Regions from separate parts of the Sus scrofa genome. Here region 2 is linked to region 1. The links are chromatin contacts, called in public HiChIP or PLAC-seq maps. All regions are on one chromosome and are shown on one strand. The core of a region is the stretch at or near the end of the contact, and the rest is flanking DNA. Distances in the headings are between cores, read along the strand shown.

Region 1 (2,719 bases), core at 189-2,688:
TCAGATCTGGCGTTGCTGTGGCTGTGGTGTAGGCTGGTGGCTTCAGCTCTGATTTGACCCCTAGCCTGGGAACTTCCATAGGCTGCAGGTTCGGCCTTAAAAAGACAAAAACCAAACAAACAAAACCAAAAACAACTCATTGAATGAATGAACTTCAATGCCCAGATAACCCCAGCTTTCGAGGTAAGAGTTTTCTCTTCGTGCCTTTCCCAGCCCACTCCTCTCCATGTCCCTTTCTTACTCCATCCAGCCCTCCCCTCTGCACCCCTCCCCAGACCCAACTGCACCAAGAACATTAGCTCATCAAAGCCCCACTTTAAGCTATAAGGACCTTGCATTCCCTGGGGCCCAGGAATATGCTTAAAACACACCTGTGTAACATCATATCAATGAGCTGGCGTTTGTCTACTTCATTATAGCCAGGAAACCAGCTTTTATATCTGTGATCCTTTGTGAAGGGGTCTCAGCAGAGATGATTTTACCTGCTTTGTTTATTTTTTTCCTTTGGCCGTGCCCAAACCACTGCATTGACAATGCTGGATCCTCAACCCCCTGAGCCACCAGGGAACTCGTAGCTTCCCTACTTTGCAGATGAAGAAACCGAGGCCTGCGGAGGGCCAGCCTCCTGCACCTGTCTCCACATGGCATGGCTGGCTGAGCTTCAGCTGTTTGGCTACAGAATTAAAAGAAACAGGAGTTCCCGTCGTGGCGCAGTGGTTAACGAATCCGACTAGGAACCATGAGGTTGCGGGTTCAATCCCTGCCCTTGCTCAGTGGGCTAACGATCCGGCGTTGCCGTGAGCTGTGGTGTAGGTTGCAGACGCGGCTCGGATCCCGCGTTGCTGTGGCTCTGGTGTAGGCCGGTGGCTACAGCTCCGATTGGACCCCTAGCCTGGGAACCTCCATATGCAGCGGGAGCGGCCCAAGAAATAGCAAAAAGACAAAAAAAAAAAAAAAAAAAAAAAATTAAAAAAAACAAAAACCCATACCCACAACCATCTCATCATCTGATTTTCTCTGCAGTGTCCAGTCAGACCCTGACTAACCGCCTCCTTTGAGCCCTTTATCAGGCGGGGTGGGACTTATCTGGAGGTGGGCCCCACATTAGTCACTCCAAAGAAGTTCCTGTCTACATGAGATGCAGATCAGGCTGCTACCGGGGCTGGGGAAGTTGCCTAAGAGAAATAACCATCACGTGGGTGGCTGGGTGTGATGGGTGGGGTGGTGGGCTGTCCTGGGGCCCCTAGCCCCCTTGTGGCCTGCAAAGCAGCCTGCAGTCAAAGTGACTCCCTGCCCAGCACTGTTCTGTGGTCCCCACCCCCAACCCCTACAGGTACTTCCTGAGCCCCCAATAAATCAGAAGCAAGAGGAGACCCAAGAAGGCCAAACAGGCTACGCTCCTGCCTGGTAAACCAGCTGGGCAGGTAGCTGGTGCCAAGGCGGAGGGTGGAGCCACAGGTCAGCTCCAGCCCAGGAGTAGGGCTAATGAATGCCAGGGCCTGTGAGAGGGCTCTGGGGAGAAGTCAGATAAAATCCCATGTTAGTTTTTTTTTTTTTTTTTTTTTTTTTTTGCTTTTTAGGGCCACACCCATGGCATATAGAAGTTCCCAGGCTAAGAGTCAAATCAGAGCTGCTAGCCCCTGGGAACTTCTATATGCCATGGGTGTGGCCCTAAAAGGCAAAAAAACCAAACAAACAAACAAAACAAACAAACAAACAAACAAAAAAACCAAAAACACACAGGCCTGTTCCAATCAGAATCCCGAGGGAGGGGTTAGAGTCACAGATCTTTTTCTGATGATGAAAGATCTGATTGTAAAAACTTCCCCTTCTGAGTCTGCTCCTTTGCTTCCTGGGGAAAGTGACTCAACCTCCCTGAGCTTCATTTGCCTCACCTGGGAAACGGGGCTACCATGTACCTCTCAGGGCTGCATCAGGAGCACTTGCAGTCATGCTGAGCACTGCGCTTGGAGCCTGGCGCAGAGCCTGTGCTCCCAGGGTTGACTGCTGATCTCCTGGATTCTGGGACAAACACAAGGGGTTGAGGGAGCTCCAGGCCAGGAGAAGGACCTGCTCCTGTTCAGACCTGGGAAGGGAGCAAAGCCTCCTGCTCAGAGGGACTAGGAGAGAGGGGCCAAGGCCAAACTTAAGGTCAAGGCTATTGGTGTCTGGCCACTAGCCTGGCCTCTAGGTACAACTAGGGCCTTGGGCAGGTACAACTTCTAAGAAGCACAGCAGAGATTTGTGGCTAAGACCTTGGGTTTAAAGGTTCAGAGAGTTCTGGGTTCAAGTTTGGACTCCTTTTTATTAAGGCATGACCTTGGGTGAGAGACTTGAGAGAGACCGAGCCATGGCTGGGAAGGCAGGACAGCTCACCTGGAGTCAGCTGCTTGTGGGAACTGTGACCTTGAGCGAGTCACTCCACCGCCCCATCCTCAGCCTTCGCTTGGAAACGAGGTTACTCCACTTACGCACACTCCAGGTGGGAGGGGCCAGGGAGACGAGGGCTCCATGAGGACACACAGGATTTCACAAATCAAGCCCTCAAGCCTTCTCTGGGGCAGCCTTGGGCTTATGACTGGTTTGGGTGGTGATGGTCAACCTTTCACCTGGTTCCCTGCCCATCTGAGCTTTCATCACAGCGCCTCCAGACATCAGAGTTGGGGGCCCATGGGATGCGGGCCTGGCCTTCCTCCCCTCCCCCAGATGTGTCCTCTTC
Region 2 (2,889 bases), core at 385-2,884, 230 kb before region 1:
GTTCTATTATTTTAAACTCTAGCAAGAACGTATTTTCCAGGCACTGCCCTTGTTTAAAGCTTCGGATTTCATTAGTGAAGTAAGACAGGCCCTGAAGGAGGAACCCCGGTCTCTAGGGGGCCGAGCTGCAGGAAAGAGACAGAGCCTTTCCATAAAAATACTCCCAGTCTCAGAGCACAAAGCCATGGGAGGGAGGGGCACTCGCCCCCCGCAGCCTTTCACAAAGGGCAGAGCTTAGGTGTGTGGAACAGCTTGGAAGCCCAGTTTCAAAAGCACCTCCTTGGCTGGAGGAGATTGAGAGATGGTGATGATTAGAAAATGCTGTTTAGGAAAAGAAACTCGCAAATTCAGGGGAAAACACAAACAGAGGAAAACAGAGGTACGGGGCAGGGAGTTTAGGCTCCCACACAGGTGTGGGCTGGAAGCGACGGGGGAGGCAGGGGGAACACGTCCTCCCGCAGGGCAGGGAAGGGGCACCAGCAGAACACTTGCTCTGGAGCCTCAGGACCCCGTGGCCACGTGTGACCGAGTGGCACCAGGACCTTCACGACCGACCGCGTGGCCCTTACTGGCTGTCAATCTGCTCCTGCCGCAGCGCGATGCTGCCCTGCTCCTCCAGCAGGTTCTCCCGGGAGGCTGACTGGGCGGGGTCCAGCTTCTTCACGTACGCAGCCGGCACGAAGCCCTGCCGATCGTTCACTTCCACTTTCCACCAGTCCTGAGGGGCACAGAGAGACTCGAAAGCAAATTCCTTCCCGAGAATCCAAGGAGGCCTGTGTGTACGTGCGTGCATGCTCGCACGTATACACCAAAGACAGCTCTAGTCACGTCAGAGGATCCTGTGACAGCACCAAAGTCCCTCGCACGAGACCTGCAATTTCCGTCAAGTACAGAGAAGTGAAGCAGCCCTGACGCCGAGCAGCAAGGCCGGCCTCTCTGGGCTCAGACGCCCTAGCACCACGCTGACGCTGCAGCCACGAGCCACGTTGAAGTGAGTGAACTCGGATAAACACTCCGCTGCACTCAGCACATCTGAAGTGGTTCGTAATCAGCCAGGCCTAGTAGCTACTGCAGGCCCAACACAGATCCTAAAACCCCGCCACCTCGGAACGTTTCCCTGGATGACGCTGCTCTCGAGTAAACCAGGGCCAGGCCAGAAGGTTAGTTCAGGCTGAGAGGCAACAGAAAGACCCCGATCAGACTTCCTCGGACGCTCCTGACTGGCTCAAACTGAGGTGGGGGCCAGGAGGTTCTCAACACTGGCCAAAGACACTTCTCCAGCCTCGACCGAGCCGGGAGGCAGCATCTCTCAGGATCCATCAAGTGACACCTGGCACATCTTGGCCTCACTCCAGGACCAGGGAAGCGAGGCCGATGAACCAGGCAGCGTTTGACTTTGAGAAGATGGAGGCTGGGGGGACGGCAGAGCTGTCTTCAGTCGCCTGCCATGGCCGTGAAGGCCAGCCAGAGACCCAACAGGTGCAGGCTAGGGAGAGGAGGGCTTTGGCTCAGGAGAAGACATTCCACCAGGAGGTGGTCAACGGTGACAAGAGCCACCCTTGAGAGTGAGTCCCCGAGCCACCACACTAGCTGTCAGGCGTTTAAACACGCACAAGTGAAAGAGGATAAACCCACAGGAAGTGGGAAGTTGACTAAGAGCTGTAGTAACTTCTGACTCTCAGCCGGCCTCCTCCCGGGCACTGCCGCCAGCGGAGCCGCCGGACAGCCCCCGGCGGCCGCCTCTCCACTTGCCTTGTTGGTGCTGTTGAGCAGGGTGAGGATGTCCCCCTTCTTCATGGTGACCTCCCGAGGACTCTTCTCCTGATAGTCGTAGAGCGCCAGCACCAGCTCCTTCCCGGTCTCGTCATCCATGGGGGCCACTTGTTGCTAAAAATCCAAAGGAAGGGCAGACACGGTTCACGGATGTCCCCACTGGTCATCTGTGCCCGGGACGGGCTCCCGTTCCAGCAGTTGTCCCAAGTTTACCAAACATGCGGTGAGAGTTCTCTGAAGCTACCGCTAAAATCCAATTCTGGAAGTTCAGCTGTCTGGCATCTTTAAGGTGACAAGAACAGCGCCTACGACTGCGACACTTGCTGCCAGCTACTGGGTCCTTTAGCTTCCTCGGACTCCAGCCCCCTCCCTGGGATTCGCAGCTGCTGAACCTAAGGGCACACTCACCCGGCAAGACTGAGCCTGCTCTCGCAGGGCCTGGATGCTGCTGCCATAGGCGCTGAGATCCGACATGAGAGCCTCGTGCTTCTTCAGCAGAGCCTGAGACGGAAACCCCATGGAGACCCTGAGCAGCGAGCCCAGCCCCCGCCACCCCCAACGCCTTCTGCCTCTGAAATCTATTCAGTTACCCGGTGATTTGTTCACTTCCCTCTCTCCCTCTTTTTCTTTTTGCTTTTTAGGGCTGCAGGTGTGGCATGTGACGTTCCCAGGCTAGGGGTCGAATTGGAGCTACAGCTGCCAGCCTACACCACAGCCACAGCTAGAAGGGATTCAAGCCGTGTCTTCGATCTACACCACAGCTCACGGCAACACCGATCCTTAACCCACTGAGCGGGGCCAGGGGTGTAACCTGCATCCTCATAGGTACTATTCGGGCTTGTTAGCCCTGAGCCACGATGGGAACTCGCCCCTCTCTTTTGGATAAACACTTAATTCAGAGGAAATGATTTCTATCGTTATCTTTCTTTTGGCCACGCCTGAGACACGTGAAAGTTCCAGGGCCAAAGACTGAACCTGCACCATAGCAGTGACAATGCCAGGTCTTTTAATCACTAGACCACCAGGGAACTCCTCTGTCATCTTTTTTTTACCCGGCCCTTACCTAACTATGCAACCCTTGAAACACAAACCGGGACACAGAGACACATCGCACTC

What was found. HiChIP or PLAC-seq counts read pairs in DNA pulled down with a chosen protein or histone mark.
Region 2: an H3K27ac HiChIP or PLAC-seq map of alveolar macrophages shows a contact between it and region 1. The contact joins two enhancer-like sites. A contact is called at or near these places in 1 of 5 promoter capture datasets (fetal skeletal muscle) and 1 of 2 datasets of contacts at active chromatin or transcription factors (alveolar macrophages).

The regions. Positions count from the first base shown.
Region 1 is chr1:268,731,155-268,733,873 of Sscrofa11.1, reverse strand. No RefSeq gene overlaps it. Among named protein-coding and RNA genes, the nearest start is that of GOLGA2, 11 kb to the right of the region's middle. Within about 2 kb of position 1,438, at least 17 of the 83 cell types and tissues checked have an H3K27ac peak or open chromatin away from gene starts, as enhancers often do. A contact at or near this core is called in alveolar macrophages, where this site is marked.
Region 2 is chr1:268,966,041-268,968,929 of Sscrofa11.1, reverse strand. It overlaps SPTAN1 (spectrin alpha chain, non-erythrocytic 1), which reads right to left. Exons shown (of 59, transcript XM_013993907.2): 22 at 2,182-2,274; 23 at 1,753-1,887; 24 at 570-718. Among named protein-coding and RNA genes, the nearest start is that of SPTAN1, 31 kb to the right of the region's middle. Within about 2 kb of position 1,634, at least 4 of the 83 cell types and tissues checked have an H3K27ac peak or open chromatin away from gene starts, as enhancers often do. A contact at or near this core is called in alveolar macrophages, where this site is marked.